Linked DNA regions of Mus musculus: all the other regions are linked to region 5. A link is a contact called in public HiChIP or PLAC-seq and promoter capture Hi-C data. All regions are on one chromosome and are shown on one strand. The core of a region is the stretch at or near the end of the contact, and the rest is flanking DNA. Distances in the headings are between cores, read along the strand shown.

Region 1 (3,442 bases), core at 249-2,748, 630 kb after region 5:
AGACATTGCAACTTCTGTGATTATGATGGCTATGTCATGACGCTTACTGGAAATATATGGTAAAGTATTCAGGGATCATAACATCAACAACTTATTACCAATGATTCTATGAAAAAAATGGCATCTTTATGCTGTTCTTGCAACATTTCTATAACTACTATAACTACAGTGTTTTCAAGTTTTACAATAAAGTCTGGGCCTATAGCTCACTTGGCAAAGTACTTGTCTAGCATACACAAAGCCATGCGTTTGCTTTCCAGCACAGCATAAGCCAAATCAAGGAGGGTGGTTGTACTGGCTAGTTTTGTGTCAACTTGACACAGCTGGAGTTATCACAGAGTAAGGACCTTCAGTTGAGGAAATACCTCCATGAGATCCAACTGTAAGGCATTTTCTCAATTAGTGATCAAGGGGGAAAGGCCCCTTGTGGGTGGGACCATCCCTGGGCTGGTAGTCTTGGGTTCTATAAGAGAACAGGCTGAGCAAGCCAGGGGAAGGAAGCCAGTAAGGAACATCCCTCCATGGCTTCTACATCAGTCTTTGCCTCCCAAGTGCTGAAATGAAAGGTTCTCTGTGAGGTCCCAAGACAACAAAATATGTCTAGGTCAAAGATAAACTGGATGTGTTACTAGGCTGTGGGCTGTTTTTAAAGGCAGAAGTCTGTTTCATCCATTCCTCTTATTTGTAGTGCCTATATGACCCACCCACACACACACAAACGCCCAGTGAATTAGACAGCCTCACCTTTAAACACGCCTTTTATGAGTGGAGCTACTGCTGTATTAAAGACCTCTTCCTGTTCAGTAGAGGGGTCAAACACAAAATCGTAGGTAAATGATTTATCATTACCAACCACCACCTGCAAGAGGCAAGAGACAAGGATGGGGAAGGATTAAAAAAAAAATGCCTGACCACGCCCCTCGCTCCTTTCAGCCTCAGCTGTGGAGGAAGCCACTCCAGACTCGACTACCCACCTGAGGCTCTCCGGGCACAAAGGAAAGGCACGTCTGGCAGCCCTCCTTAATCTCTTTCGAGACGAGGGGGCGACAACGCAGTGCCACTCTTACGGGAATCCCCTTCACCTCTTCTTTCATGGTACCAGCTCAGCAGGTGTCCGTGCTGGGTGAAGCCGGCTCTCCCAGGAGCCCCCGGAGGCTGGCAGGAGTGGAAAGGCCCTTCTCAGGCGGTGGGAGAGCTCGGAACTCGCTGATGCACTCTCCCTCCCAGCGGGATCACGGTGTCCTGTCACTCTTGGCCACCGCCTAAAGGTTTGTCAGTCCCAATACTGCAGGGCGAAGCGGCGTCAGCAATAAGGAAACTCCAGCAGAGACAGCAACCGCGACCCCAAGCCCTAAAGTGCTCCAAAGCGCAGAATCGGAGCTAACGCGGTGCCCGGGTAACTCACCAAACTAAACGTCCCTCTCACCGACCTTCCCTGGCGCCCTGTTCCAACCGGAGCTTTAACCGCCAAGTTTCAAATTGATCCCAGAGGCGCCAGCCAATCGGAGCGCGTACAGCCTGTGAGAAGCAGACGAACTTGAGCACGCACACCGTGACGCGCAAGGAGGCTGGAGCTCTGGCTCGCCCAAAGAGAGCTCCGCCCCGGCAGGGTGGTAGGAGCATCCGCTTCCGGTTCCGACGCCGAATTGGCTGTCGCTGACCGAGGCCTTCTTACCGGTGAGGTGGCCCTGAGTTAAGTGGTCGCGAGCGCGGGATTCGGGCGGGTTGCAGGACCTGGATCTAGAAGGTAGCCCGTGTAGACGGAACCCGTCTGTGGACACCACGTTTACTAAGCACCTCTAGAGATTGTGTCTGGCCCCAATCCCTATGGGATAGTTAAGAGTTGGCACTCCCTTGCTGTTTTAAAGTAGATCTTTGTAGATGTGTAGATTCTCTTTTCCTAGGTTGGAAGTGGTGACACCTATTGTTTTTTGTAGAATTGTGAGAAATGCAAACATGCCATTAGAGTGCTTAAAAAATTAATTTTTTTGTCTTTTGTTTTTGTTATTTTGTTTTGTAGCCTGCCTCTCCTCCCTACCCCCCCTCCCCAATCTTAACACCTACTTGTGGGCTAGTCCCATAAAGGAATGGCCCTCGGCTGGAAGGCTTTCTGGAACTTAGAGTGCTTGGTCCTTTTTAAAATCATTTTCGTTTCCTTTGATTCGTCCTTTTCAGGGCTTTGCCTGAAATGGACAACCGGATTCCCTATGATGACTACCCTGTGGTTTTCCTGCCGGCCTATGAAAACCCTCCAGCGTGGATTCCTCCTCATGAGGTGGGCGCCATCTGCATTCCTGAATAATCATGAGATCTATGAAAGAAAAAGTAGCAGGGCTAGGAAACTCAGTGGAGAGTGGATCTTAGGTGAATTCTGAGCAACAGTGACCCACTGGTGACTTCTTGCAGAATCACCATGCCAGAACCCTTCACACTGGTGAATTCTGAAAATTCAGAGCCTTAATTTCCATCCTGTCAATAAGAAAGGACTAGGGATCTATAGGGCCACTAACATGTCCCGAGACTAAACAGCCACTCCTCTGGACTGTTTTATCTGTGCTTTGTAAACTGAGTCAATGGCTTTACCAATTCCTGACATATATCTGGTTTATTGGTATTCTAAAAGAAGGTAGATGTAACACATCTAAGACTGGGAATAAGATTTCGGGGATTGCTGTATCTTGCAGAGAGTGTACCACCCAGACTACAACAATGAGTTGACCCAGTTTCTGCCCCGAATTGTTACACTGAAGAAGCCTCCTGGTGCTCAGGTAAACTTATAGGGGCTCTTATTCCAGTAACGTTTGGTCCATGCCAGAAATTGGCCATGGTTGGGGTGTGGATGTGGATTGGGAGGTAGGTGACCAGAAAAGCAGAGGTGGCACTTCTACAGCATCTCCTTTTCTTCTGAGTACATAGATGTCCCTGTTCTTATGTCTCTGCTGAGTCTGCATCCTGTGTCCTTTTGTCTTTCAGTTGGGATTTAACATCCGAGGAGGAAAGGCCTCGCAGCTAGGCATCTTCATCTCCAAGGTCTGTGTGAATGTGTGTGTATGATAGGCTGTATGGCTAGCTACTTTGTTATCATATTAAAGTGCACTGGTGGCCCAGCAGATAAAAAAATGGATGACCCGCTGGAGTCATAGGATAGACATAATGGAAATTCAGCCTTTCCCTTTGAGAACTGTACTTGGGGCCAGTATGCTGGGGCATGTGGGCATGTCAGTACTCTGAGAACTCGAGAGGCAGAAGGGGGAAGATTAGGAGTAGGTAACAATCTATAAAGTCAAGGCAGACAATGGTGACATAGGACCTTAGTCCCAGCACATGGGAGGCAGAGATAGGCAGATCTCTGTGAATCCAAGGCCAGTCTGGTCTACGGAGTGAGTTCCAGGGCAGCCAGGGCTACAAAAGAAAAACCCTGTCTTTAATTAAGAAAAAAAAA
Region 2 (3,260 bases), core at 750-3,249, 860 kb before region 5:
ACAGATAAAGAAATGAGTGTGGGCATGGATGCAGGCACTCCAGAAGCCTGGGCCAGATTCTTTAGACTCCATTCCAAATCTTGCCTTCTAACTTAACACTGCCATTATATAAAATAATACAATTTCTATTATATTCTGTGACAGTGTGTTTGACACCTGAAATTCTAACATGCAAAATCTCCAACAATGCATTTTGAGGGGTTTGGTTTTATTTCAGAGTGCTTGGTGTGTGTGTGTGTGTGTGTGCATTCTTTTCCCCTTCAGTCTACCACAACAGCTACTGATATCCTCCTGGAATCTGCTACATTCAGGCTATCAAGCATTGGTAGCACATCTTACTTCTTTTAAGTTTTGTGTCGAAGGCAGCATATTAAGTGTTAGAGGCCAAGGTGTCTAAGATTAAATTAAGTATTTAGTTTAACAACTGTTTCCTAAATAATTCCCCAGTTCAAGTTCTTGGGGGTACACAGTGAATAGGATTCAAAGCCGCAGCCAAGGAGCTCGTATCCCAGTGAGGAAGAGAGACCACATTCTGAGAGTCCGACAAGCGAGAAATTGTGGAAGGGAACACATATGTCAGCTAGCCAGGTACCACCTGATGGATGAACAGGAGCTGAGCAGCTAAAGGACAGTGTACCCCTGGTGACCTCACACTCAGGTCCTCCTCAGCCTCCCACTGCTGTGGCATGTCTCTGCAGTGCCTCACCCATTTCTCAGACCTTTCTTTACAACATCTTGGTTCCTTGGACCTCTGGGGTATCACTCTACTACACTCCATTTATTTGTCTCTTCTCTGGGTTCCTACAACCACAATCTTAGTTCAGGCCAACTCTCTCTCTTACCAGAACTACTGAAATCATCTCTCTCTCTCTCTCTCTCTCTCTCCCTCACTACTCTCCCCTCTCTGTTTGTTTGTTTGTTTTTAAGACAGGGTTTCTCTGTGTAGCCCTGGCTGTCCTGGAACTCACTCTGTAGACCAGGCTGGCCTCGAACTCAGAAATCCACCTGCCTCTGCCTCCCCAAGTGCTAGGATTAAAGGTGTGCGCTACCGCTGCCCGGCTTGAAATCATCTCTTTAAAGGACCTCCTGGCCCCTAACCAACCTTAATTAACACCATATACAGCACACCTCATGATTTAGTTTTCTTCTGTTTTAATTTCCCCAACTTGCTTATTTGTTTTGAAGTTTTACTTCAGCGATGCTATACTAAACTGCCTTTGGGGCTGGCCTCTCCGGGTTGAGGACTCTTTACCCTATTGCTGCTGCTTATCTCAGCCTGCCCAAAGTATCTCCAGTTTGTTTCTTTACCCTCTTTCCACCTTCTATAACATAACTCTCACAACTACATTCGGCACAGTACTTAGAGGCTACTATCTTCCCCACATTGTCCAGCGATGAATAAGAGTTGTCTTAGTTTTCTAGCCTGAAAGCACAATGTTGTCCCCAACAACGGTCTTCAAGAAGCGAGTCCCTCCTCATGTGTGTGTGTAGGGGAGGGGAGGGGGGGGGAGGTACGTCCTGTTAGTTGTTAAGAGGCCTAGATGGACTAGATTGATCACTAGTGTAGGCTTCCTTTTATTGCTGGCGTTTCATCAGATTCAATTTTAGTGGGAATAAACCCCAGGTCACGAGGAACCATCCCCAGCAGCTTCTATTGCCCGCCACGAGGGTCCCTGCACTGAAACCTCATGGATACCCTGAACCACAGCAGCTCCTCACGCACTGATCTTTCCTTACCACAAGAAGCCCAAACATAAACCACAGCGGCTCAGGGTGCTCCCGGTGGCCCTGCTGTCCGGCTTATGATCACCTCCCTCCCCCACCCCACACAGCTGCAGGTCTACTCCTGTCCTTCTCCCCATCCACCCCTACGCTCGCTCCATGACTGTCTCGGCAGGTCTACCTTTCCCTCCTTTTCCAGAACCACTTTTCCCCTTCGGCGGCATCTCTTAAGCTGGCGGATGAACTCTCCGGCAACTGTTCCGGTGCTAGCAAAAGGACCCCTCAGGCCCCACAGGTATGTCCTCCGCAATGCCTGAAAGCAGCGTCACAATCAACTATTTCTGCTGCGGTTCCAGAATCAGGCATAGCTTGGAACAGACCCAGTCCTTTGGTTCTTTGACCTATAGGAGCTAGAGATGTTAGACCAATGAGAAGCCGAAGCCTTACGGGGAGGCGGGAACAAAGGTTGCCCAGAGACGAGAAAGCGCAGCCTCTATTCTGTTCTTCAAAGCTTTTACTTGCCCTCATTTGCACTTGTTCTTTGCTCTCTCTCGCCCCGCCCACTTTTTTGTGCATGCGCAGTGCGAGCCTCAGGCCACTGCAGTTCTTTGGCGTGGGCTTTTGCTTTGGGGATTCTAGACAAAGGGACAGCAGAGGGAGTTTAGATAATGGCCTTCTTCCGTCCTCTCTCCGACTGACACAGACCTGCACTCCCTAATGGCTTTTCTTACTTACTTGTTTGTTTATATTTTTGCAGCAGTAGTTGATGGGGTACAAAAGATGGAATTTTTTTTTTAAAGCCTATCATCCCATTGCCTGTGACAGGCAGAAGTCTGTCATGGAGAAACATTGGAAGCAGCCTAAATTAATTTTAAAATAACGATTATAAGCTGTGTGTACAGAAATAGCCTTAAGGAAGATTATAGACCAAGATGTAGAATGTGATTTTTTAAAGTTATATATCCTGGAGAACATAATCTATGCACCTAAAAGACAAACAAGGCATTAATGCTGTTCAGCAGGATAGCATGTGACCACTCGTGTCAATCTATATAGTATTCATGTCTCTGTATTTTTCCAGAGTTCTTTTCTTTTTTCCTTCCTTCCTTTCTCTTTCCTTCCTTCTTTGCTTCCTTTCTTTTTTCTTTTGATACAGGGTTTCTCTGTATGTAGCCCTGGCTGTCCTGGAACTCACAGAGATTTGCCTGCCTCTATCTTCTAACTGCTGGGGCTTAAGATATGTGCCACCACCTTCCAGCTCAAAGTTTGTATGACAGCACAGCATAAGGCAATTTAAAGCTTGGATTCTGGAGGCACATGACCTGCTTTAAAACCCCTTCTACTAGTCCTGTGACCTTGAAGACGCTCTTGGGCTCAGTTTCCATCTTCTGCGAGATGGTGTTGTTAAAGTATCTGCTTATGGAGTATCATGAGAAATAATTTCATAGTCGATGACTAACTGGGGGCGTTTACTTAAGATGAATAGCTTTTGAATTTGCATCCCAATGTGCTCTTGATCTCTCTTTCTCACTCAGTCT
Region 3 (3,645 bases), core at 1,099-3,598, 820 kb before region 5:
GCCTGGCTAGGCACACACTTGTGCAGGACCCTTCCCAGTGGGGCCTCATGGCAGCCCTGCTAGTGAGCAGTGATGAACAGCAGCTTCCAGGGGTGGGGGTGTCACGTAAACAGTTCAAGATCCCCTGTCGGTGGGTGCACGCTGGCTCTCCCAGGTTGGGGCAGAGGCAACTCACCATCAGTACAAACTCCAGACGCTTGGCAGACTGGGGCCTTGGGCTGGGAGTAGGCTCAGGGGCCCCATCAGAAGAGCGGAAGGTCTGCCCCAGAAGTCTGGCCTCCGAATACTGTTCCTCATATTCTTCTGAAAGACAGCATAGTGGAGACACACTCTAGGGGGCCTCAGCCAGGTGCCAGGCTAGGGAAGGACCATGAGCCAGTCTCCCACACCAAGCTGCCCAGGCTGACTCGATGGCTTCTTTGAGCTATTTCCTGGCCATTGGATTCAGAAATGGAAAAGGGCTTGGTTTCCAGGACCATGAGAGTAGAGGAAGAAAGAAAGTCAGTAAATCCAAGCTGTGCTGCTTTGGGGACCAAGCTTTCTCTTAGTGGTCCCCACCTTAAGTGCTCAACTGGAAGCCCACACCTAGGACATCCTTTGCTAAAGTTCCATTCTCTGAGGCTCTGCAGCTCTTCAGCTGTTCTCCAGCACTGCTCAGGAGCAATGTGCATGAAGCCGGAAGAGAACCACACTGAGAAGTCCAGTCTGGAACCCTGCCTTGGATTGCAAGAACTTATGTTTGCTTTGTTTTTCTTTGAGACAAAGTTTTACATGTAGCCCAGGCTGGCTTCAGAACTCAAGATCCTCCTGCCTCAGTCTCTTGAGTGCTGGAGTTACATACAGGCTTGTGCCGCCATACCTGGCCGCAAGAACTCACGATTGATGTTTTCTAGGTCTGGTTCCACTGTGGGTGGGGTCAGGTCTAGGGAGGCTAAAAGTCAGGAAACCGAAGGTGGTGGCATAGAAGACAGCCAAGTTCATGGACACATGATGACGGAAGTATGTGTAAGATGTGAACGGGCCTGACCAAAGCCATGGCTTAGATGACATGCAGAAAGTGAGAGGTCAGAATGGACATTCCAGGCTCTGTGTGCTCTGAATCTGGTGCTGAGGCTGCTCTCAGGGCTGATTCTCTGCAGCAATGTCTGCGCTCTCTGCTCCGATTCCCTCTTCAGAAGCCCTTCCAGGTGCTCTTAAGTCTCAGGGCAGATACCCAAAGAGCACTCTTCCCTTTGAACTGTGGCCCCTGGGCATGTTGGAAAAGTTTTTCTTTGTCTGGAGGTGGAGGTCTGCCTCTCTCTGAGTTTCTGCTTCCTGGTCCTAATTCTACCTTTGCTAAACTAGCACATTCACTCCCCTCCCCCTCTTGCATGGTAGCTCTTCCTTGTTGGACACAGGGCTCATGATTATCTCTTAGCATCTTGCTTCTCTAAGGTCACTACTGCCCTTTTCGGGGAGCTGGGGGTTTCCACTGTATCCCCCTTGGGAGGCCCATCAGATGTTTTCTGTTCTGCACTGGGATTAATATATGCTGGCACGGAGATATAAGAACTGACAAGATATTTTGTACATTTCGTATCCATTGGGCACCTCCTGGGGGAATTCAGCCCTGTGTCCAGTGTCTCTGAAAAACTCAAGTAGTAAGAGAAACTCAAAGGTACAAGAGATGGCTTTTTTTTTTTTTTTGTGGTGCTGGACATAGAAGCTTGGGCCTTGCACATGCTACCACTAAGCTACATCCTCAGCTTGGAGAGATATATGGAGGAGCTCATTGTGGTTGGGAGGTTATTACAAGAGCAGAGTGTGTGAAGTCCAGGTAAGGAGAAACCCCTTTGTTTTCTGGTGCCAGCATCCCAAGGCATGGGCTATATAACAGGAGGGCTGGAAGGAATGTGGGTCCCCATTGAGGGAGTCTCCCATTTCCTTCTCCGTGAATTGCTTGACCACTACCCTGTCTCAGCCTGTATCCTTTCTCCCTTTATGGACTACTGAACCAAAAAGGGAGGGAGGAAGGGAGCAACAGCACTGGAAACAGAATGTTAGCATCATCAGTCTGGAAGGTGAAAAGAGAGATGGTTTGGAACTGTTTTCTTTTCTTTTGCTGCTCCCCATTTCTTCTTTGCCTCCCTCCTGCTGCGCAGCTGCCTCTAAGGCAGCCCCCCACCCTCGCAGTACCTTGCAACAGGCTCTGGAGATTGAGCTGCGCCTCGCGAAGCAGTTCCTCTACACTCGGGGGCCTGCCCGAGGAGAGGAACACGTTCACTGGCTGTCGCCATGACGACCTCGAGTGGGCAGTCGCTGTCGCATTTTCCCGACCCGAGTTAGCTGCAGCTAGGGAAGGAGAGAGTGAGTGAGAGCGCAGCCGCGGGAGCCAGTGGGCTCCCTCGGTTCCCGAAGGCCCGCCCCTGCGGGGGGCGCGCGTAGCTGAGCTTAAAAGGCGAGAGGGATCGCTGTCTGCAAGATTTTTCCTCGACAGATCCTGCCGCAGTCCCTTCCCTCCTACTCTGCCTGCCTCTGTTGGCGTCACCTCTGCCAGCGTCTCGTCTGTCTCCTGCGCCTGCCGCCTCCAGGTCCCGAGCTGCTGCCTGCTCTCTCTCCGACCCCTGCCACGAGGTAACGCGTCCCGGACCGAGCCCCTGTGGGTGTGGCCCGGGCTCGCTTGCGCCGGGTCGCCCTGTCGCCGCACGTTGGTCTCCTCCCACGCCCACCTCCTCATTTCTGCCTCCTCCTGCACTCCCCATAACTCCCTACCCCCAAGTGCCCAGCACTCAAAGCCCCAGGAACTTGTCACAATGTCTGAAGCGGCGGGAAATCTCAATAGCCTCCGCTTGGCGAATGTGGCCCTGCGAGAGGAGTTAAATGCCCTTCGAGGAGAGAATGTCCAGCTGGGCCTGCAGCTCGGAAGAGCCTTGGCCGAGGTTAATTCCTTGCGGGGCAATGTCTCGAGCTACATCCGCTGGCCCATGCCCATAGTACCGGTCCTTGCCGAGGAGAACTTTGAGTTCCTGCTCAATGAGACTGATCCCACTCCTGAGGAGGAGGAAGAGGAGGAGGAGGAGGTGCCTTTCCTGTGCTGGCCTCCTCCACGCACAGATCCCGAGTACGTCTCAGATGATCTTTTGATTAATGTGGTCCAGGACTATACCAACCCCGACGGGTCCAGTGACCCTCCTCTGTCACCCAGCCCGTCCCAGCCGGAACTGCACTCCCCCATGTTAAAGGAGCCAACCTTTGAGTTCCTTTTGCCACCGCTGGAGCGGCCAGACATAGAACCCTTTTCAGGCGACCCAGTGTACCTGGCTGAATTTCTGATGCAGCTAGAGACTTTCATAGCAGATCACGAGGATCACTTCCCTGGGGGCGCGGAACGGGTGGCATTTCTCATCTCCTTTTTCACAGGGGAAGCGAGAGACTGGGCTATCTCAGTCACTCAGGAAGGAAGCTCCTTGCATGCCAACTTCCCGCGCTTCCTGGATGAAATCCGTAAGGAATTCTGTGGCCCCATCCCCTCACGCGTGGCTAAAAAGGCCATACGCAAGCTCAAGCAGGGAAACTGTACCCTGGGCAGCTATGCAGATGCTTTTCAGTTCTTGGCCCAGTTCTTGTCTTGGGATGACTGTCGCCTCCAAAACCAATTTCTCAAAG
Region 4 (3,348 bases), core at 261-2,760, 520 kb after region 5:
CTTATCATTTCCTTCCCAGACATCATATACAGTCACCCTCCACCCCAAATAGAAACCCAACTCCCACCTTCCCCGTCCCAGAGGCCCCACCCTCTGAGCTATCCTTAAAGTACATTAAGCACACAGGGCAAAGGTGCATGTGTGCGTGTCTGCTTGTGCGTGTCTGTAGCGGGGGGGGGGGGTGGTGGCGGCGGCAGGGGAATTGTTCTGGAGCAGGGTATTCCTGTGCCTTGTGGTTCTCAGTACGGCTGAGACTAAGCAGATCTACAAACCAGACTGGGCTTGTGAGTGTGATTCTACTTGAGAGGGTGTGCAGTTTGCAGCAGGTGAGAAGTCTACTACTGAACTACCAACGTAAGCAATAAGCAGGGTGTGACTGTGGGTCATGTATCAGCAGATGAACATGTGTGTGCACTAGTGGACTTGTGGCTCCCAGTAAAATGGGTTTCAAAATGACTATGTAAAGGAGCCTCTGGATAATCTCTCTCTCTCTCTTTCTCTGCTCTCTCTCCTCTCTCTCTCTCTCTCTCTCCCTCTCTGCTCTCCCTCTTTCTCTCCTCTCTGCTCTCTCTCTCCCTCTCTCCCTCTATGCTCTCCCTCTTTCTCTCCTCTCTGCTCTCTCTCTCTCTTCTCTCTCTCTCTCTCTCTCTCTCTCTCTCTCTCTCTCTCTCTCATCTAACTGTCCTGTACAAAGGAACGGTGTCGCTTTTTCACTCTGTGTGAGAGCTCTTGCAAGAACGCAAGGTGTGTCTGCTCTTAAAGATGCCCCCTTAATAAATTCTCCTTAGGAAAGGAGGGTCCCGTCTAGGTAGTGGAGGGGTGGGAGCTGGGTCCCTTCCCACTATACTGACTGGTCAACCCAAAGAGAGGCCCCTGCTTCTCCCCATCCCGGAACTGGGCTACAGTATCCTGCCCTGAGCACCAATCCACATCCCTTGCTTCGTCTAGGGTCATACCCGGGCACCCCAGATTTCCAGAGTCCTACCTCCCTCAAGAGTTGCCTGGAAGATGGAATCAGGATCTGGCCAGTCTGAAAGACCCGGAGCAGGGAATCTGACAGGGGTGCTGCATAGCCCCCTGGGCTCCATCCCTCCCGGCTTGAGCCGCTCTTTGCTTCCCGGCTCCCCAGCGGTAGCCCCCAGCCTTCCCGAGCCCTCACACCTTTTACACAGTGAGCAAGCAAGCCCGCAGCTCTGCCTCCCAGCTCCTCTCCGAGTTGTCTGCCTCCTCCCTCTTGCAGTCCCTGGCTCAGCCTCACTGGTCAAACAGGTGTCACTGTTGCCACCTACAGGAAGAAGTGTGGGTCCTCTTGGAAGGCCGGGAGAGGCGCTATGGCTCGAGCACAGTCATGGTGGGAAGATGAGCGAGTGAGCTAGCTGGAGAGGAGGTCGGCTTCTTTACTCTCTGGAGCTGGCAGTCAGGGGGCTTGGTGTGAGGAATTCCTTTGTGCAGCCTTCCCCATCCCTCTGTCCCTCCTCCTGTTCCCCTCCCAGTCACTGCCTGAGGGCTTTGTCCTGGCTCTAGGAGGCCAGGACTGAGGGCATAGGAGGGAGGGAAGCTGGGGGAGGTGACCACACAATTTTGCAACTTGGCAGCGAGGAGAAGGGGCCCTGCCAGTCCCCTAGAAACTCTTGAGTGGATAAGGAAGTCTAACCTCAAGCTTCCTAGGAGTACAACTTCCAATCATTAGCTTCCCTTTCCTCTTGGGCTATTTATACTTCTGCAAGTTCCATCGATGTGATGCTATTGAAGTGACTTTATGAACTCTAGGCAGTAAGATGCCCCATTTCTGGACCAGGAGTCCCTGTGGATGTATTCAATAGCCCTCACCGCACCACCCATCAGGTGCTCATTCAGGATATCAGGCTCGCTGTCTTGTTTATCAAGCACTGAATGGCTTCAGGAGTGTATAGTGTATTAGGGTACCAGGCTTTTGGAAGATGAACATGTACAAAAGAAGCAGGTGGCCTAGCAAGCTGTGGTCAGCTTAGTATAAAAAGTACAGGATTGCATGGGAGCTGTGTTGATGGACAGCTCTTGGATTGGGGCTGATGAAGTGACTTGGGGTCTGTGTGTGAGCACTATGGAGGGTGGGAAAGGATGACTCCTTACAGATAAGCTGGCTTCCCCTCCCCCTCCACACACTCAATTTTATCCAGTGAGGGAGACTGGCTCTCTTCTGCCAGGAGCTGGTTCCCTCCCTCTCAGCTTTCCCATTGTATCCAGAGGCTCTATTTGGCAATGACAGAGATTCTCTAACTCTCTCAGAATTAAAATGCAAAGAGGAGCAAGGCTGCTTGCTGGCAGGAAGCCAGGGAGGGCCAGCGGGTCACCTAGTCCTCCACTGGGAGTCATTCTTGGCAGGTTGTTTTTCAATTTCCTTTGCTTGGGTTGTGGTGGATTCTAGAGTCTTGTTTTCTTGTACGTGGGGATGGTTTGAGAGCCTTTTGGGGGTGGTGGGGTGGGGACAGCATTCGATATGCATGGATGAGCCTCAAGGCTTGCAAACTCCCAAAAGGTTTCAAATATAGCCTGTATGAGGTACTGCATGGCTGGCCCCCCTTCTGGCTTCTAACTGGAGACAAGAAATCTGGCATAAGGTAAGGAATAATCCTTGTCCCCCCCCCCCCACTTCCTTTTTAAGGGAGAAAGCAAGGGGGCAGTAGTTTTGTTCTGTAAACGGAAAAGCATTAGTAGGATTGCAGGGCACTAGAAAGAACTATATGGTAAATGTAACTGGCTTCTGTTCCCAGCTCTAATATTCACTGACATTGTAACTCTATATAACCACCTCTTTGTACCACGGTACTATCTCTGTTAGATATTTAATGTTCCCCAAGGGCTTGTGTGTTCACAGCTTGTTCCCTGGCCTGTGGTACAATTTGGGAGGTTGGGGAAAACTTTATAGCGAGGTAGGTTCTCGTGGAGTGTCTGTCTTTTGTATACTGGAGAGTATGCTCTCGAAGGCTGGTGATGGGACCCAGATCCTTCCACTATTTTCTCCCATCCTGCTCCATCGTACTTCTGTCATGATCTAATATGGGTTTCTAAGCATGGCCCAGGGCCTCCAAAACCATGAGCTAAATTAAACACATTCTCCAGTCAACTCCATCTCTCAAGTATTTGCTATTGTATGGTAAAGCAGACACTTGATTTTCTTATATGCAAAGTACAGGCTAAGGACCTTGAACATTTTTTTAAAAAGATTTGTTTACTATGTTGTACTGGCTAGTTTTGTGTCAACTTGACACAGCTGGAGTTATCACAGAGAAAGGAGCTTCAGTTGAGGAAATGCCTCCATGAGATCCATCTGTAAGGCACTTTCTCAATTAGTGATTAAGGGGGAAA
Region 5 (3,139 bases), core at 545-3,044:
GTGCAGGCTGCGTCCAAGGAGGGAAGCTCTTTGTGAGCTTCAGATTGTGGCATGGCAGTCTACCCAGAAATAGCGCCAAGGGTCTCGGTCAGCTGTCCCATCTTCTGTTCAGTCTGGCCCCTCCGCACATTGTAGATCTGCTCCCTCACTCTAACGTCTACGTGAAGGTCCATTCTGTCCGCTGTACTTGGTACACTAACACAAACCACCTACAGAGAGAGATACAAGGCATGGATACGGGCTGAACCCTCCTTAGTTTTGTGATTAGAGTCCGTATTTCTCTGGCGAAGTTTTCAGAGTTACCGTTTGAGATCTTCCCAGTTTCTTCAAGAAAGACCAAGGACCAACTTGGACTCGAAAGTCAAAGCTATATGATACCTCCTTTCTCCATGAGTAGTATTCCTGAACAAAGACTTTCCCCGTGAGTTTGGAGAGCGCCTTACAAGGAAGGATTTTCGTCAGGAGAAGGTAAACTGAGGCAGATAGCAGCTTGCGGGCCTCTTTCCTTAGTGCACAAGGTCGCTACCTTTCCCCATGGATACCAACCACTTTGCCCCCCTTCACCGCCCACTCCCTCTTGGGCAGAGCAATCGTAGAACAGTTCTGTTCACTGAGGTATTGGGAGGCGAGCAGGGAATCCGAGTAATCCCGCAGGAATGGGCCAAAAGGTGTTGGGTGGGAGGGGAGGGAGGAGGGAAGGCTAGGTGCCGGTGGAGAATCCACACAGTTCCTGCTGTACATAGGATAAAGACTTCTCTGTGGGAATAAATGTTTGGAGCAGCTCAAGCCAAAGTGCTGAGTAGCGAGTAGAGAATTCGATTTTCCTCAGAGCAGGGACAGTGTCTTATTCATCTCCGATCCTCCTGCTTCAAGCTGCTCAGAGTGTGGTATATACTATGTACTAAGTAAATGCCTGTCTAACTGAAGATTAAAGGTGGATCTTTGGGCTTTCCAAAGGGGTGGAAAGGCGGTAATGGGGGGCCCCGGAGTGAGAGTAACTAGAGGGGTCCAAGGGTGGATGGCGTGAAGGTAAGGGAGTCATACTTACCTTCCATCCTGCCGAGCTGTTGCTGTCACCCTTGTCCTTGAAGTAGGGCACCGTGCGGACCATCCATTCGTAGATCTGGGCGAGTGTCAGCCGCTTCTCCGGGGCGCTTTCAATGGCCTGGCTGATGAGTTCTGCATATGACTGATTTCCCCAGGCATTCCGGCGGGAGCCTCCCTTCCGAGGACCTGTTACAGCCCCCAGGATTCCCGGCTGGGGGCCCCCTGCCGGCTCTGGGAGCCGAGAGGGCAACAGGATCGGTTCGGAGTGTCCCTCCGTGGGTACCTTCTGTCCCAGACTGGGCTCCACCTCGGACGGTTCGTGTGGCTCCGTAGCGAGGTCTGGTCGAGGAAGGGGCCAGGTGCAGGATCGCGGACGGCTCTGGGGTTCGAAGTCGGGATCGAGGTCTAGGATCGCGGCAGCCCCTGTGGCTGACTTCTTATTCTCTGGATCCATACGTGGGGTCGAACCTCTGCAGCTCAGCGATCAGTGGAGCCTGCCACAGTCCCTCACCATGCCTCCCCCAAGGGGGGAAACACATTCTTTCCAGTTCTCAGAAAGTCACGAACTTCTCCCTCGTCTCCGGACTCTAGCTCCTAAACTGTCCCTTTCACTCCGTTCTCCGATCCCCTCCGGAGTCCGGGCTGCAGCCTCAGAGTAGCGCTCTGAGGCACCACCTGTAACCTCCGCCTAGCGAAGGCACTTTCTGCACCCTCTCACTCAGCTTCCTGCTCTTTTAAACCTGAGGCACCGTATCCCCTCATACATTGCGCTCCCATCACCGAACGTCTCCTCAGCGAAGTTCCCTCCCCCTTTCAAGTTGCTGCCCCCCGGACACTCCTCCCAAATTTCCTCCACCCGGATCGCTGCCCTCCCCCACGCCCCGCTCCCGGGCGTCACTTGTCCCTCCCCTGGCTCTCCCTCCCCTCGCCTCTTCCCTCCAGGTCACTCTTGAGAGGGTCAAGGTTCTTGCGGCCCCAGCCTCCCCAACTCCAGAACTGAATCCCCTATCGGACCCCCCCACCCCCCGCCCCCCGGGTTTCCCTTTTGTTTTGCTCCAAGCAGCAGCCCCCGCCAGACGTCTCTGTTTACCACTCGCTGGGGCAGCCATCTGCGCACGCGCCTCAGGAGCCACTTGGGAAACTGAGTTCTCGAATCGTGCCACCCTGGTCGTTCTCGAAGACTACATCTCCCGTCCTACCTTGCGATCAGGAGTCCGATATCGGCCGCAGGAGAGCGGCGCGTGGCAGGATGTGGGGAGGTGGAACTTTAATGATTAGAGGTCGTCCCGGACTCTTTTTCTTTTCTTAAAAATATTTTTCCTCATTCCTTCCCTTTTCACCCACTTCCTCGAGTTTCGGGGTCGCCCAAAAGATCGTTTTGAAAGACGCTAGATTTTCCCATCCTTCACTAAGAAAGCAAAGTGAAAATGTATTGCCCTTATAAGAAGCAGAAAGAGTATCAACAAGTAGGGATCTGATTAGAAAATAAGACACACTCACTTGGGGAGTTGAGAGGGAAGCTTGTGTAACAACAAACAGTGTTCATTGGTTATGGTGCACTCTCTCCATTTTCTATGTACATTTCACAGACAGTCTTGCTAGTTTCCTCTGTCAGCTATGCAGGCCTCTGAAATACTGATCTTCTCCTTGTTCTGATCTTCAATGGCTTCTCATTCAACATGTCTCCAACTGAACTTTTTTTTTTTTTAATCTCTTTCTGCACCTATACCTCCACCCTCTAGCTACCTTTAACCTCTGTTATTTTGTCTTTTTTCTGGAGCTGAGGACCGACTCCAGGGCCTTAGCCCTTGTTAGGCAAGTGCTATACCACTGAGCTAAATCCCCGATCCCTACTCTTAAGCTCTGAATTTGGTTAGAGGCTGTTCTGGGTCTACCTAACCTTCTCAGCCACACTGATGGTCACCTTTCCACTTCTGTAACTTGCTACTTCCAAATTCTAAATGGAGACATTATGACTGGGTTTAAGTTCTTCAACAGTGCACCGGCTTCTAATCCTTCTAATCCTTTCAAATAAAGCCATTTCCTAGTGGGCCTATGGGGGGCATTCTTATTCAAACCAGCATATCAAAAT
Region 6 (3,557 bases), core at 698-3,197, 900 kb before region 5:
GTTTTGTCTAATATTCATGTCTTAACTTGCCAACCAGGATGTTAGTTCCCAGGGAAGTCTTAGGCACTTGAACTTTAATTGACCACTACTCAAAATGGAAGTCTTTTTTGATTTTTGTTTTTTTTGTTTTTTGAGACAGGGTTTCTCTGTATAGCCCTGGCTGTCCTGGAACTCATTCTGTAGACCAGGCTGGCCTCGAACTCAGAAATCTGCCTGCCTCTGCCTCCCGAGTGCTGTGATTAAAGGCGTGTACCACCACTGCCCAGCTCAAAATGGAAGTCTTATTCCAAATAGTTTATTATATTGGTGCAAGTGTCTCTTATGTTGGGGTCCATTTCTCAGGGAATCACAATGTCCATGTCCCCATCAGTATGTTTTGAGTCCTTGCTGGCCTCGAACTCATCATAATCCTATCTCAGTTTCCAGAGTTCTGGGCTTCAGGAGTGGCTTTCTTAGTAATATATAAACCAGAATAATTTTTGTTGGCTCTCGACCTCTTATGTATCTTTTCCATTTCCCTAAGGCCTGAGCTTTGCCTTTGAAAATGACTGCATCTTAACTAGAACTTCTGAAGGGGATAACCACATTATAATTGCACTTATTTGTTTATCTTCACAAAATGAAAGAAGCCATAGAGTCACAGAGCTAAGCAAATGCTCTACTACTGAGATATAGCCCCAGCACTCACAGGGTCTCACTAAGTGGCTTGGGTTGGCCTGAATGGATTTTGAATCTGTAATCCTTCTGCGTCAACCTCAAAGGTGCTGGAACCCTAGGCTTTGGTATCTCCACGAACAAAATAAGCCAATTCAGGCCAAATTAAAGTATAAAGGCAGGTTTATTGGGGGCAGCCTCCAGGCAGGTTCATTCACCATACAGGAGGGGGGTGTCAGTGAAGTCACCATGGAAAGATAGGCAGAGAAGGGGGAGAGAGAAAGCAGGCATGCAGAGAGAAAAGAGAGGGAAAACCAAAAAGGTCTGTATTACATAATGAAGAGCTGCTGGGTGGCCCAGCCTCTGGGTTGGAAAGTTCAGTGTAGAGGGTGGGGTTTGCCAGTCATGCCCTGTAACAAGGATGAAGGATGGTGGGAGAACCTGAAGGCCAGGTCCACTTTGGTATGTTATATATGCACCTCAGCTACTTGTCCCGGATCTGAAACCCAACAGGCTTGTGCCACCAAATCTAGCTATTATTATTTTTTTACATTTAATTTTTTCATCATTTCATATATGAGTAATCTGTAAGCCATTCATTCCCATTCAACTCTTATCATGTCCCCTTCCCAACCTCTCAAATACATAAATAACCTCTACTCTATTTGGTATTGCGTAAATAAGGGCGTGTGTGTTTGTGTGTGTACTTCTGAGACAGGGTCTTGTTTATATGCAAGCTCAGTCTGGACTAGATCTTGAGATCCTCCTGCCTCTGCCTCCTAAGCACTGTTATCAGAGGTGTGCACCACCACGAGCGGCTTAGGCTTTGTCTTTGAAAATCCTTCTTCAGTGTCAGCTTTAAGTTGCAGGATTGCACTTCTAGGTGTGTGAATTCCAAGTATGTTCAGTGCCAGGCACTGGCGGGGAGGAAAAGGGGGCAATGGAGACCTCTATGGGCCAGTACAATAAGACAGCCTCCACTCACAAGGACAAGAGAAACAAGCGCGCATTTTACTCACGCTCTTAACTCCTTCCCTTCGCTCTCATTACTCAACATTCACACTCACCGCCACGCAGTTAGGACGGAACTGAAACCACCACCGGTCACGTGAATCAGCAGCCCCCCCCCCCTCCAAAAAAAAAAAAAAAAAAACCCAAAACGTAAGGCCACTCTAGCTAACGTAGCTAGCTAGCGCCAGTGCTCGAGGGCGCAGGCGCAAGACCTTCCTGGGCGGGGCTCAGGAAACCGCGCTCGAGCGCCAGATCCCGGATTGGCCCGCCGCGAGGCGGGCAGTTGGCTCTACCAGTCTAGTGCGTGAGCCCAGCCTGGGTAAGGCGGGAGCGAGCGAAATTCAAGCGCGGTTTTAACTGGGAGTCTCCTTTCCTGGGCTCTCCGGATTCCCTGGCCATGGAGGCTTCCCAAGGCTTAGCGGAAGTGGAGACTTTGAGCCCACAACTGGCCGAGAGTTACCTGAGGTATGTTTGGGTCTCCGGACGGGTCGAACTTGCAGTCCCTGGCCTGGGGTTGAGGTGGAGTGGCTCCCACCTCCCCCTAGGATCTGCTGTGGCTTTGACCAGATTTCTATTTCGGGGAGCTCGCCCTGCCAAGTCACTCGTAAGTCAAATAACTCTTGAGTATGAACTCTTTAAGAGCCTGAATTTTAATTAACTGATGAAATCTTTGAGTCTTTCTAACTCGCCAACCGCCAGACCTGGGAGAAAAGAGGAAAAATAGTCCCTAAGTTGTTAGCAATTGGGTAGTGAAAATGGGATCTGAAACAGAAATACTTTATGGTGTTTGATGGATGCTGTAAAATGTTTTATTTCCCGACCAGAGTGCTGCCATTAAAAGAAAGGGGGTCCAGTTACGAAGGGAAGACATATGCCCCCAAAGGAACCATTAAGCCCAGTGAATGAATACGCTTTCACCAGATGCCTAGGTTGGAATATTTAACTATTAAAAATTGTAGTGCAGGGCTGGAGAGATGACTCAGAGGTTAAGAGCACTGACTGCTCTTCCAGAAGACCCAGGTTCAATTCCCAGCACCCACATAGTAGCTCACAACCATTATGTAACTCCAGTCCTACAGGATCCTATGTTCTGGTACCTATGTGATGTACATGCGCCCCCCCACCCCCGCCCCGCGCGCGCATATGCAAAACACCCGTCTATGCCTATATAATTTTTAAAAGACTACATAAAATATTAGCAAAGGATTTGTAGACATTTCTCTTAAAAAACACATAATGGCAAACAGGCACATGAAAAGGTTGCTCAAAACCACCCCTAAGTAGAGGAAAAAAGATCACAACTATAATGGGGTGTGTGCCATCCCCTCCTGAGACTGAAGATACAGAGGGTTGTGAGCCACCATGTGGGTGCTGGGAACTGAACCAGAGTCCTCTGAAAGAGCAAGCACCTAGTCCTCTTAACTACAGAGTCCTCTCTACAGTATGTAGATTTATGTTGTTAACTTGTAGGGTTTTTTTTCCTTGGAGACAAGGTTTCTCTGTGTGGATCAGGCTGGCCTTGAACTCACAGAGACCCACATACCACTAACTTTTGCTCAGTGCTTGGATTAAAGGCTAGCGCCATCACTGCCAGGCATAGGTTTTGTTTTTTTTTGTTTTTTTTTTTTTTGAGGCAGGCTGCTCTTGAACTCTATCCTTCTCTCTGAGTCCACATAGTGATGGAATTACAGGTACATAGCACCATGTTCCAGTGAATCAACGATCAGTCAGTGGACAGAGCCACCAGTACTCTAAGTAGAGTTTTCCCTCGAGGGACCTCCTCTTAGATAAAAATGGAGAAAAGAATTTCAAGACATACCAGAGGGAAGCAAAGTTAATGAGTCTCTAAATAAACCTGGAGTCTTGTAAGACAGCCCATGGGCGTATGCTTC

Evidence for each region. Promoter capture Hi-C pulls out the DNA fragments that hold promoters and counts their contacts. HiChIP or PLAC-seq counts read pairs in DNA pulled down with a chosen protein or histone mark. Capture Hi-C pulls out chosen DNA fragments and counts their contacts.
Region 1: a contact with region 5 is called in a promoter capture Hi-C map of erythroid cells, with 2.4 times the contacts expected there. The contact joins the promoter of Kif4 here to the promoter of Foxo4 in region 5. A contact is called at or near these places in 7 of 39 promoter capture datasets (the C10 cell line, cranial neural crest, erythroid cells and 4 more), 1 of 115 datasets of contacts at active chromatin or transcription factors (double positive thymocytes) and 2 of 9 other capture datasets (adipose tissue and liver).
Region 2: a promoter capture Hi-C map of erythroid cells shows a contact between it and region 5, with 5 times the contacts expected there. The contact joins the promoter of Pin4 here to the promoter of Foxo4 in region 5. A contact is called at or near these places in 2 of 39 promoter capture datasets (erythroid cells and pre-B cells) and 1 of 115 datasets of contacts at active chromatin or transcription factors (memory CD8 T cells).
Region 3: a contact with region 5 is called in a promoter capture Hi-C map of liver. The contact joins the promoter of Rtl5 here to the promoter of Foxo4 in region 5. A contact is called at or near these places in 1 of 115 datasets of contacts at active chromatin or transcription factors (memory CD8 T cells) and 2 of 9 other capture datasets (adipose tissue and liver).
Region 4: a promoter capture Hi-C map of embryonic stem cells shows a contact between it and region 5, with 5 times the contacts expected there. The contact joins the promoter of Gdpd2 here to the promoter of Foxo4 in region 5.
Region 6: a contact with region 5 is called in an H3K27ac HiChIP or PLAC-seq map of microglia, with 6 times the contacts expected there. The contact joins the promoter of Ercc6l here to the promoter of Foxo4 in region 5. A contact is called at or near these places in 2 of 39 promoter capture datasets (both in liver) and 1 of 115 datasets of contacts at active chromatin or transcription factors (microglia).

The regions. Positions count from the first base shown.
Region 1 is chrX:100,624,121-100,627,562 of GRCm38.p6, reverse strand. Kif4 (kinesin family member 4) reads right to left here and starts at 1,498. Exons shown (of 30, transcript NM_008446.2): 1 at 975-1,498; 2 at 745-859. The coding sequence starts at 1,094. It overlaps Pdzd11 (PDZ domain containing 11), which reads left to right and starts at 1,622. Exons shown (of 7, transcript NM_001356384.1): 1 at 1,622-1,677; 2 at 2,176-2,275; 3 at 2,685-2,768; 4 at 2,974-3,030. The coding sequence starts at 2,189.
Region 2 is chrX:102,118,208-102,121,467 of GRCm38.p6, reverse strand. It overlaps Pin4 (protein (peptidyl-prolyl cis/trans isomerase) NIMA-interacting, 4 (parvulin)), which reads right to left and starts at 1,999. Exons shown (of 4, transcript NM_027181.2): 1 at 1,904-1,999. The coding sequence starts at 1,946.
Region 3 is chrX:102,070,010-102,073,654 of GRCm38.p6, reverse strand. Rtl5 (retrotransposon Gag like 5) reads left to right here and starts at 2,348. Exons shown (of 2, transcript NM_001278534.1): 1 at 2,348-3,645. The coding sequence starts at 2,793. It overlaps Nhsl2 (NHS-like 2), which reads right to left. Exons shown (of 8, transcript NM_001163610.1): 2 at 2,176-2,331; 3 at 176-303.
Region 4 is chrX:100,728,009-100,731,356 of GRCm38.p6, reverse strand. It overlaps Gdpd2 (glycerophosphodiester phosphodiesterase domain containing 2), which reads right to left and starts at 1,510. Exons shown (of 16, transcript NM_023608.4): 1 at 1,162-1,510. It overlaps Gm52438 (a long non-coding RNA gene), which reads left to right and starts at 2,189. Exons shown (of 3, transcript XR_003953096.1): 1 at 2,189-2,600.
Region 5 is chrX:101,253,183-101,256,321 of GRCm38.p6, reverse strand. It overlaps Foxo4 (forkhead box O4), which reads right to left and starts at 1,794. Exons shown (of 3, transcript NM_018789.2): 1 at 1,049-1,794. The coding sequence starts at 1,501.
Region 6 is chrX:102,155,481-102,159,037 of GRCm38.p6, reverse strand. Ercc6l (excision repair cross-complementing rodent repair deficiency complementation group 6 like) reads left to right here and starts at 1,947. Exons shown (of 2, transcript NM_146235.3): 1 at 1,947-2,130. The coding sequence starts at 2,063.